Regions from separate parts of the Sus scrofa genome. Here regions 1 and 2 are each linked to region 3. A link is a contact called in public HiChIP or PLAC-seq data. All regions are on one chromosome and are shown on one strand. The core of a region is the stretch at or near the end of the contact, and the rest is flanking DNA. Distances in the headings are between cores, read along the strand shown.

What was found. HiChIP or PLAC-seq counts read pairs in DNA pulled down with a chosen protein or histone mark.
Region 1: a contact with region 3 is called in an H3K27ac HiChIP or PLAC-seq map of skeletal muscle. The contact joins the enhancer-like site here to the promoter of STAT5A in region 3. A contact is called at or near these places in 3 of 5 promoter capture datasets (fetal liver and liver), 14 of 47 Hi-C or Micro-C datasets (alveolar macrophages, blood, brain and 5 more) and 2 of 2 datasets of contacts at active chromatin or transcription factors (alveolar macrophages and skeletal muscle).
Region 2: an H3K27ac HiChIP or PLAC-seq map of skeletal muscle shows a contact between it and region 3. The contact joins the promoter of GHDC here to the promoter of STAT5A in region 3. A contact is called at or near these places in 2 of 5 promoter capture datasets (fetal skeletal muscle and liver), 4 of 47 Hi-C or Micro-C datasets (fetal heart ventricle, fibroblasts, liver and 1 more) and 2 of 2 datasets of contacts at active chromatin or transcription factors (alveolar macrophages and skeletal muscle).

What each region holds. Positions count from the first base shown.
Region 1 is chr12:20,563,260-20,566,124 of Sscrofa11.1, reverse strand. STAT5B (signal transducer and activator of transcription 5B) reads right to left here. Exons shown (of 18, transcript NM_214168.1): 13 at 1,573-1,667; 14 at 1,341-1,471; 15 at 1-34. Among named protein-coding and RNA genes, the nearest start is that of GHDC, 16 kb to the left of the region's middle. Within about 2 kb of position 1,449, at least 2 of the 83 cell types and tissues checked have an H3K27ac peak or open chromatin away from gene starts, as enhancers often do. A contact at or near this core is called in skeletal muscle, where this site is marked.
Region 2 is chr12:20,579,623-20,582,912 of Sscrofa11.1, reverse strand. It overlaps GHDC (GH3 domain containing), which reads right to left and starts at 1,885. Exons shown (of 10, transcript NM_001246239.1): 1 at 1,758-1,885; 2 at 1,536-1,624; 3 at 1,077-1,355; 4 at 656-777; 5 at 1-255. The coding sequence starts at 1,341.
Region 3 is chr12:20,497,459-20,500,361 of Sscrofa11.1, reverse strand. It overlaps STAT5A (signal transducer and activator of transcription 5A), which reads left to right and starts at 1,577. Exons shown (of 19, transcript NM_214290.1): 1 at 1,577-1,621. It also overlaps a transcript of STAT5B not described here.

The DNA.
Region 1 (2,865 bases), core at 200-2,699, 66 kb before region 3:
GTAAAAGGCATCAGATTCCAAAACATTCTTTCCTCTAGATCAGTAAACAGAATAATCATAGTCTAAATATGGTCTCTGAACAGGAAATCTTAAAACCCAAATATACTACAAATATAGCTCTCCATTAAAACTGTTCCAATAAAAATCTCCATTAAAAAAATAAACATGGGCGTTCCCATCATGGCTCAGTAGAAACGAATCTGACTAGCATTCATGAGGACTCAGATTTGATTCCTGGCCTCAGTGGGTTAAGGATCTGGCGTTGCTGGGAACTGGGGTGTAGGTTGCAGATGTGGCTTGGATCCTGCGTTGCTGTGGCTGTGGTGTAGGCTGGCGGATACAGCTCCAATTTGACCCCTAGCCTGGGAACCTCCATATGCCACACCATAAAAAGCAAAAAAAAAAAAAAAAAAAAAAAAAAAAAAAGTTATGGGTAGACTTTCATTACTATAAGCAGGTAATGCATATACCACTTCCCTAGAGATTTAATGATCTCAGGGAGTTTCAAGTTCAAAGAGTATTCTGTCTCTCTCTAGAAGAGATAGCTTGCTGGCTCCAGTCCCTGACTCCCTGTACAAAAGTATGTAAGAGAGAAAGAAAGCATATCCACAGCCAGCAGATATGTGAGAGTTATTCAAAACTATTAACATATATATATATTTTTCTTTTTAAGGCCACATGGCAGTATATAGAAGTTCCCAGACTAGGGGTTGAATGGGAGCTGTAGCTGCTCGCATATACCACAGCCACAGTAACGGGATCCGAGCCGTATCTGCGATCTATACCACAGCTCAGGGCAATGCTGGATCCTTATCCCACTGAGCAAGGCCAGGGATCGAACCATGTCCTCATGGATACTAGTTGGGTTCGTTAACCACTGAGCCATGATGGGACCACAACTAGTCAGATTCTTAACCTGAGCCACAATGGGAACTCCAATGGCAATATTCTTATAATAGGATAAAGGAATGATTCAAATAGCATATTATTCCACTTTAACAACTCCAAACAACAAAGTAATTCTTTACTGGAGTAAGTTCAAAGTTGAGTGATAAGAAGGCAAATATTTCAAATGAGAAGCAGCTGAGATTTGGGACAGGGCGCTGCATTACAGGTGGCCATGTCCCCTTGTACATTTGTGTTTCTCAAAACTAGTAACTGTTTCCCAGAAGATTTTACACAGGCTGCAGCTGTGTCATGGTTATACATTTGTGCTTCCCATAATTAGCACTGGCCCCAAAGAATAATATGTACTCAATAACTTGTTTCTTAAAGTAATTTTGCAACAAAAGCAGCTAACGAGAGCCAAGATATGTCTTAAAAAAGGGAGGGGCACTCACGAGAATCAAACTTCCAAGCAATGGTGATGCCACCAATTTCAGAGTCACTGAACCTCAGCAGGAAAGTCCCGTCGGGCTTGTTAATGAGTAGGTCATGGGCCTGTTGCTTGTTCACGAAACCCAAAATAGCCCTGGATCAGAAATGCCAAAGGAGCAGAAGCAGAGTGGGATGTTTTAATGCCGGAAAGATCATCTTCCTAACTCTACTGCTAACTTAAGAAAGGATTCTCACCCATCGTTCCAATGAGGCTTGAGATGTTTTTTTAACACTTCCATCACGCCATCAAACCACTGCCAGAAAGTGTAATTCCGTCCTGGTAAATTTTCCTGGTTGGAGAGACAACAAATGAATACAAATAGGCAGAAGGAACCCTCAGGATATTACCCGTATAGACTTTAACTGGTGAAATTAAAGGGAAAATAACATCTACACTGTCAGAATCATAGAAATATACACGCCTGCCTGAGTTTGATCAAGTGGTCCTACAACCAAAAAAAAAAAAAAAACCAGGATAGAGAGGAAAAGACAGAAGAAGGGGGAAATACCACAGAGCAGTTACCAACAGTCCGTGGATCTCGGCTACAAACACTTGCCCCTGCATCTGGACTGACTTGTTCTTTGCTTTTGGGGGGGGGGGGCGGAGCAAAGGAGAAAAGAATAGCTTTATTGCTTTGACAGGCATAAGAGGGTCACAGGAGGCTAAGGCCCTAAAGACTGGGCCCCCTCCTTTACTGTTTTTGATGTGTGGTCTGTGACCCGCAGCGGCAGCGTTGCCAGGGAGCCTCTGGGAAACGCAAAATATCAAGCCCCATTTCAGACCTGCTGAAGCTGAGCCTGCGCCTTAACAAGCTGCCCAGGTGATGTGTAAATTTGAACTGGACTAGATCACACTGTGAGGCCACAGAGAACACGCCATCATACAGCTGCTGCAATAATTATCAGCAAAGTGCAGTTATCTGATTCTGCTGGAAGGCATGATTCTGCAACGGAAAAGACAGACTACCAAGGCCTCCTGCTTCCCCTATCGAACCTCCTCTGACTACCAGCAAACCTGTTGGCTAGCTGGTTAACACACAGCCATTTAAAAGAGTTAGACTCAGAGACTATGAGATCTTTGAACTGGGGCACTTAAAACACGGGGGTGGCCATGGATGCAAAGACACAAACGTTCAATTTAAAATCGAAGATGTGACAGGTGGCATCTGAACTGCCTGAGGCTAGAGGAAATGTGGCCTTCATTGGCACCCTCTTTTGAGGGCTGAGGGCCCCATGGGAGTCTGACTTTGCATTACACTCAAGGAGCCTCAGAGAGTCAAGGGGACTGAGCCATGGAGTTCTGAGCATCACCAAAGCTTTACTTCTCATGAGTTATGTGATCATTTGCTTTGCTGTTTCCTTTACAAAGGAAGAAAATGCATGCAAAGCCGTTTGCTTAAATATTCAAGCACAAAATTTTCTACACACACACACACAAAGCATGTGGCTTTCAGAGGCTTCCTATTACCGTGGGCATGGTGTATTAGA
Region 2 (3,290 bases), core at 636-3,135, 82 kb before region 3:
CTCCAGGCCCACGAAGACGTCTAGTAGCTCGACCGCTGTCCCGGCTTCCAGGGCCCGCAGCCCTGGGGACCTCAGTGCCTCCAGCAGCAAAGCCCCAGGGTCCTTGGCTCTGGTAGGGCCCACCTGGCCCAGGGCATGCCAAGGCCAGGGGAGGGGGTAGGGCCAAGGGGAGGAAGGGGTCACACGGGCTGTGCCTCCCGGAGCCAGCACTTCTGGATAGGCCTTGTTTAGCGCTACCAGACCCAGCAAGGTGGCCTGGAGAGAGACAAGAGACAGCATTGGCCTTGGACCTGAACCAGACCCTGAGCCCCCACTTCGGTGGATTTTTTTTTTTTCCCTTTTCTTTTTAGGGCCACACCCACGGCATATGGAGATTCTCAGGCTAGGGGTCAAATGGAAGCTAGAGCCCTGGCCTATTCCACAGCCACAGCAATGCCCGATCCAAACTGCATCTGTTCATGGCAACGCTGGATCCTTAACCCACTGAGCTAGGCCAGGGATTGAACCTGAATCCTCATGGATACTGGTCAGGTTCTTAACGCGCTGAGTTAAGTGGGAATTCTGGGTTTGGGTCCCCCCCCCCATCCTGATGGGAGGGTTTGGCTGCAATTAGGGGGGTCTCTGGTGGGGTCGGGCTCCAGCCTTCCCAGTTTACCTGCAGAGAGGCCTCCCCACAGTACTGGTTTGAGGTAGGGGGCAAGACCTGCCCCCTACCCTCTTCCTCCTGGACCTGGCTGGCCTTGGTCAGTGGAAGATGATTCCGGAAGGTGCTTATATCTGTAGCCCCAAAGACATCACAAAATCTTTATGAAGCCACAGAGTTCCCAAGAGTTTCAGGCCAAGACGGGTGACATCCTTGAGGAAGGAACCCGGAATAGGCCTGGGGGATGAGGGGCTACCAGGACCCAGGATGGGAAAATTCTCTTGACCATTCCTTAGCCTGGGTCAGATCTCTGGGTCAGGCCCCTCTGTGTTGGCAGAAGAAGCGGGGAGGGAGGTTTTCAGGTTTTGGAATCTGACTGTCCTATGGGGTTTCTTTCTCTTTGGGCCACCTCCCCACGCCTTGGGAAACACACCTGTGCTCCCCCTGAGGGGACAGCAGGGACCCTGGGCCCGCTGCAGACACCATCTCAGGGCCTGCTGCTGACTCTGGCCTGCGTGCAGCGTGCTCTGCTCCAGCCTCTTCTGCTGCCAGGCAGCTGCCCAGCACAGGACCCTCCATGCTACACGGTGCTGGAGGCAGACAAGCCAGGACAGCCTGGCATCCTGGGAGTGCCACCACCAGAGCATCACCAGTGGAGGCAGTAGCAGCAACAGCAGGAACAGCAGCAGCAGCAGCATCTCTAAGCCGCTCCCTAGGAGGAGGAAGGCCTCCGCATCGAGGGATTGTGAGGAGGAGGCGGGGACCATCCGTTTCCTCCCCCGCCCCTCCCCCTGGGGGGAATCAGTTAAAATGGAGGTTCGAGAAGCCAGGACCCCTGTCAGGCAGGTGAGACGCAGAGGAGAGAACATCAGGGCTCTGGGGCCACACTGACCTGAATCGGGATCCTGGCTCTGCCCCTGGTTAGCTGGCTGGCCCTGGGGATCTCAGCTCGCCGCTCTGAGCTCCGTCCCCTTCCCCTGTCTGTAAGATGGGAGTAATAACACCCTTCAGAAGGTGCAGGGAAGGCATGGCACGGTGCCTGGCACACAGCGGTTGCCTAACCGATGACACGCCTGGTCCATTCCCGAGTGGCTCTGCTTTGTCCAGGACCTACCCTCTCCCAGCATCGTGTCTCCCCCTGAGCCCCGAGCAGTGATTCCATGTCCCACATGCACCTGTCACAGCCCAAATGTGCCTCCGCCAGGCACCCAGGGTCCCCGCAGTGCTCCGTACAGCCTCAGTGCACAGCGGGCCAGAAAGCTGGGGCCACGACTTTAAAGGGCTGGGCCTGGACCGGGAAATCCGGCTGCTGGGCCTGAGGGAGGTGCTGGGAAGGGGGGGAGCTCTTAAAGGGGCAGGTCACCTAAGGACTGCCGGGCTGGGAGCTGGCCCAAGCTGGCAGGTGGAGGGAGGTTAGGGCCAGAGTAGCATGTGAAGGAAGAGGAAGCTGAGTGTGAAAAGACTGCCTCCAATCAGCTTGAGTGGGGAGTGGGGTGCACCCTATCCTGAAGTAGGTTCAAATTTGCTTCATTTTTTTTTTTTTTTTTTTTTGGTCTTTTTAGGGCCGCACTCGTGGCACATGGAGGTTCCCAGGCTAGGGGTCGAATTGGAGCTACAGCTGCTGGCCACAGCCATAGCCACAGCAATGCCAGATCCAAGCCGCATCTGCAACCTACACCACAGCTCACAGCAACACCGGATCCTTAACCCACTGAGCGAGGGCAGGGCTTGAATCTGTGTCCTCATGGATGCTAGTCAGATTCACTTCTGCTGAACCATGACGGGAACTTTCCAAATTTTTTTTTTAATAAACAGACTTTTATTGAGGTATCTCAGCTCCTTTTTTTTTTTTTTTTAAATCAGATTAGTCAGTTTGTAAAGAGGTTAACAATTCCTGTTCATCATAAGCTTCATTGACAAAAGTCTCACTATTCATTAGATTTGAGAACTGTTAAGAAACAGAATTTTTGGAATTCCTACTGTAGCACAATGGGACACAAGTTTGATCGCTGGCCCAACACAGTGGGTTAAAGATTGGGTGTATGCGACAACTGTGGCTTGGATCTGATCCCTGGGCCAGGAATTCCACATGCTGTGGGGCAGCCAAAACAAATGAACAAACTAACAAACAAACAAAACCCAGAATTTTCTCCAATCCAGAATTGCTCTCCAAAAAGGTGGTAGAGAAAGAAAATGCTTTCGTTATTGAATAAGCATTAAATTGGAGTGAGATGCGTCGCAGGCAATCAGCTGAAACTGCAAAGACCAAAAAAACCTCGCTCCCCTTTAAAGCCAGAGCCGGGCAGACGCCACCTGCTAACAGGTGTTCTCAAAATAACTAACTTTACCTGGTAATTGGGGCCACCACCTGGGTTAGCTTATTGGTTTTATCACAATAAACACAAACTTCTCCTATCGTTATGGCAGGAGGCAGTCCCACGGTTAAGTCCTCTCTCCTCCTGTGCCCTTGACCCAGGCTCTCAGACGCTAAAAGCCCTCTGTCTTGCAAACTCTCTTATTTTCACAGCTGAGCTCCTTTGCACAGGTCTGCTCTATCTGGCTACCCCACCTTGCTTTCACTCCTTTTTAGTTCTTATTTAGGCCTTGCACTTGATTTTAAAAAAAATAACAGCCTTATTAGATATAA
Region 3 (2,903 bases), core at 328-2,827:
ACCCTCTCGCCCAGCCCAGTCTGACCCAGCCAGATGTTTGGTGGGTGGGGCTGCCAGCTGGAGCAGCAGGCCTCTACAGGCCCTGGGGAGGAGGCTGGTGAGGTAGCTTCCTGGGAGTGGGCAGGCAGGGCCCCTATTCTGGAGCTGGCACCCCCCGCCCCCGCCGACCCCAGCCTCCCCAGATGCCCAGATGGGGATGCATGGCAAGAGTAATCCTCTGCATGCCAGATGCGGCTCAGAAGACTTGGAGACCCACGGGATCTGCTCCCATTGACTGACTTCGCCACCTGCTCACAGTGACAGGCTGGAGTGCCCAGGTGCCAAGTAGGGCCCACTCACCGTGCGGCAGTGGGTTTGGATCTGCCACTGACAGTCCTCCTGACACTGGCCAAGTCAATTCCCCTCTCCAGCCTCTGTTTCCCCGTTTGTAAAATCATCTTTTCGGTTGTTTCCAGTGCTGACACTTGACTGTCATTCCAGGTGACTCCCTGGCTGTGTGTCGGACCCTCCTCTGGCCAAATCTGTTGCACAGAGGAGGGGAAGAAGGGGTGAGGGGGTAGCATGTTCCCTCATCCCTAGAGCAGGGTTTCCCCAATCCTTTTTGAACCCCTTTACCATTTCAATTTCTCTCCCCATGGTCCTACCAACTGAGACTGCGACCACACATGGAGTGTGTGTGGCGGGGGTGGATCTGCAGCTTTAAACTTCTAGTGGTCTCTGAAATAAAAGAATGAAAACGGGGAGTTCCTGTTGTGGTTCAGCGGTAATGAGCCTGACTAGTATCCATGAGGACGATCCCTGGCCCCACTCAGTTGGTTAAGGATCCGGTGTTGCCATGAGCTGTGGTGTAGGTCACAGATGCAGCTTGGATCCCGAGTTGCTGTGGCTCTGGCATAGGGTGGCAGTTACAGCTCCATTTTGCCCCCTAGCCTGGGAACTTCCATATGCCATAGGTGCAGCCCTAAAAAGCAAAAAGAAAAAGAAAAAAGAAAAGAAACTGGGGGAAGTAGTGAGTGGTGAGAAGATGGATGGGTGTGGGATGGGGGAGGGAATAGAGAGAAAAGGGCAGATCCAAGAAGGAATTAGGGAGGGAGGGAGGGAGGGAGAGGAGAATGATTCCCCCCAGGACACAAGGTCTTGGCCCAGCCAGCTGTGAGTGGGCAGCCAGGCTGGCCCCTCCCTTGATGCTGCCAATACCAGCTGCCAGGCAGAGGGGAGGCCCCAGAGGAGAGGGAAGCTGGGTAAAGGGAATGGAAGGCTTCCAGGGCCACCTTGCCCAACTCCACACGCTCCGCAGAGGGGCGCTCAGGGAGGGGGCTGTGAGCCAGGCAAGGCTCAGGGAGGGTGTTCCCTGTTGTGGCCAGGCCTAGAGGCAGTGGGGAGCTTGTGAGGAGGATTCAAGACGGCCTTCCCTGGACTTTCTGAAGATAGGACCAGCCTCAGATGTGACTGGGCTCGCGTGAACTGAGGGCCAGGATCACGCACGGATCATAGTCTGCGGATCAGGCCACGTGCCCACGGTGGGACCCCTTCCCCGCTCTGCACTCCACTTCTCATCTGCAAAATGTCAGGGGGTTGAGCATTTGACTGCCAGGGTTCGTTCTTGTTTCTACTGCAGCGGGTGAGTGCACGGTGGTGGGAGTGGTGGAAGGAGGGTGATGGGGCCCTCTGAGTGAGCTGGCTTCTCTGGAATCCCCAGTCTTTCCCCTGGCCAGGGCTTCGCCACTGAGATCACAAAAGCTGCGTCCCCAACCCACGTAAACACACACGCGTGCGCGCGCGCGCGCGCACACACACACACACACACACACACACATTAAAATTTTGAGTCTAGAGATTCAAGAGGTGACATAAGCTGGGGCTGCAGGCATCTCCAGCCGGTCCAACCCTTCCCTCCTCCCTTTTTACAGATGCGAAAACTGAGGCTGTGCTTTGGAATTTCCAGAGCCCGGGATTTCCCAGCCCTCCCACCCCCATCCTCCAGCCACCGCTTCGCCTCTTGCCCAGCACGGGCCGCGGCCGCTCCGCGGGGCCGCAAGCGAGGGCAGGCTGGGACTCCCGGGGGGACCCCGCCGTCGGGGCAGCCCCCACGCCCGGCGCCGCCCCGCCTCGCCTCGCCGCCTGAGGCCCGGGGAGCCAGCCACCGAGGGCGGAGGCAGGGAGAAAGCGACCGAGGCTGGGAGGGGTGGTAGCGAGAGCTCGCGCGCTGTGTATGGTCTATCAGAGGCAGCTGACCTTTGAGGAGGAAATCGCTGCTCTCTGCGCCTTCCTGTAGTAACAGCCGCTGCCGCCGCCGCCGCCGCCTCCGCCGCCGCCGCCAGGAGCCCGGGCCGGGAGCGAACGCCGGCCCCGCTGCCGGACGGCTCGGCGCGACCAGGTGGGTGGCCCGGCCGCGCGTCCCCGGCGGCGCGCGCCGAGAGGGGGCACTCGGCTGCTGCCCGGGCCCCCGCGCTCCGGGCCCCGGAGCCCGACAGCCGGCGGCGGCGTGCCGGGAACCGTCCCCGGGACCGAGAGGGAGTTTCGGCGCAGCGCTCAGCGCGGACGGGAGACGGGGGACGCAGAGGGAGGGAGGGGTCGAGGGTGGGCGCCGTCCCCGCCCGCATGGGCAGGGGGCGCTGTCGGACCGGCCAGAGGGAGACCGCGGGCACAGCTCAGGGGGTCGCAGCCCCAGAGAGGGAGCGTCTGCTTCCCCGGCTCTCGCCCCTTCGCGACCCCAGCCATGGGCCCGCCGTGACGGAGCCGTCCAGTGGGAACCGTCGGTGGCGTGGCCCTCACTTTGGGCCAGAATATCCCCGGTTCCCAGAAACGGGGACTCAGGAGTTCGAGGCAGGGGAGGGGGATTCTTGCAGCCTTCCCTAGAGGGCCCGTGGGCCTCCGCCGGCAAGTTTCTCTTTCAGTTTTTA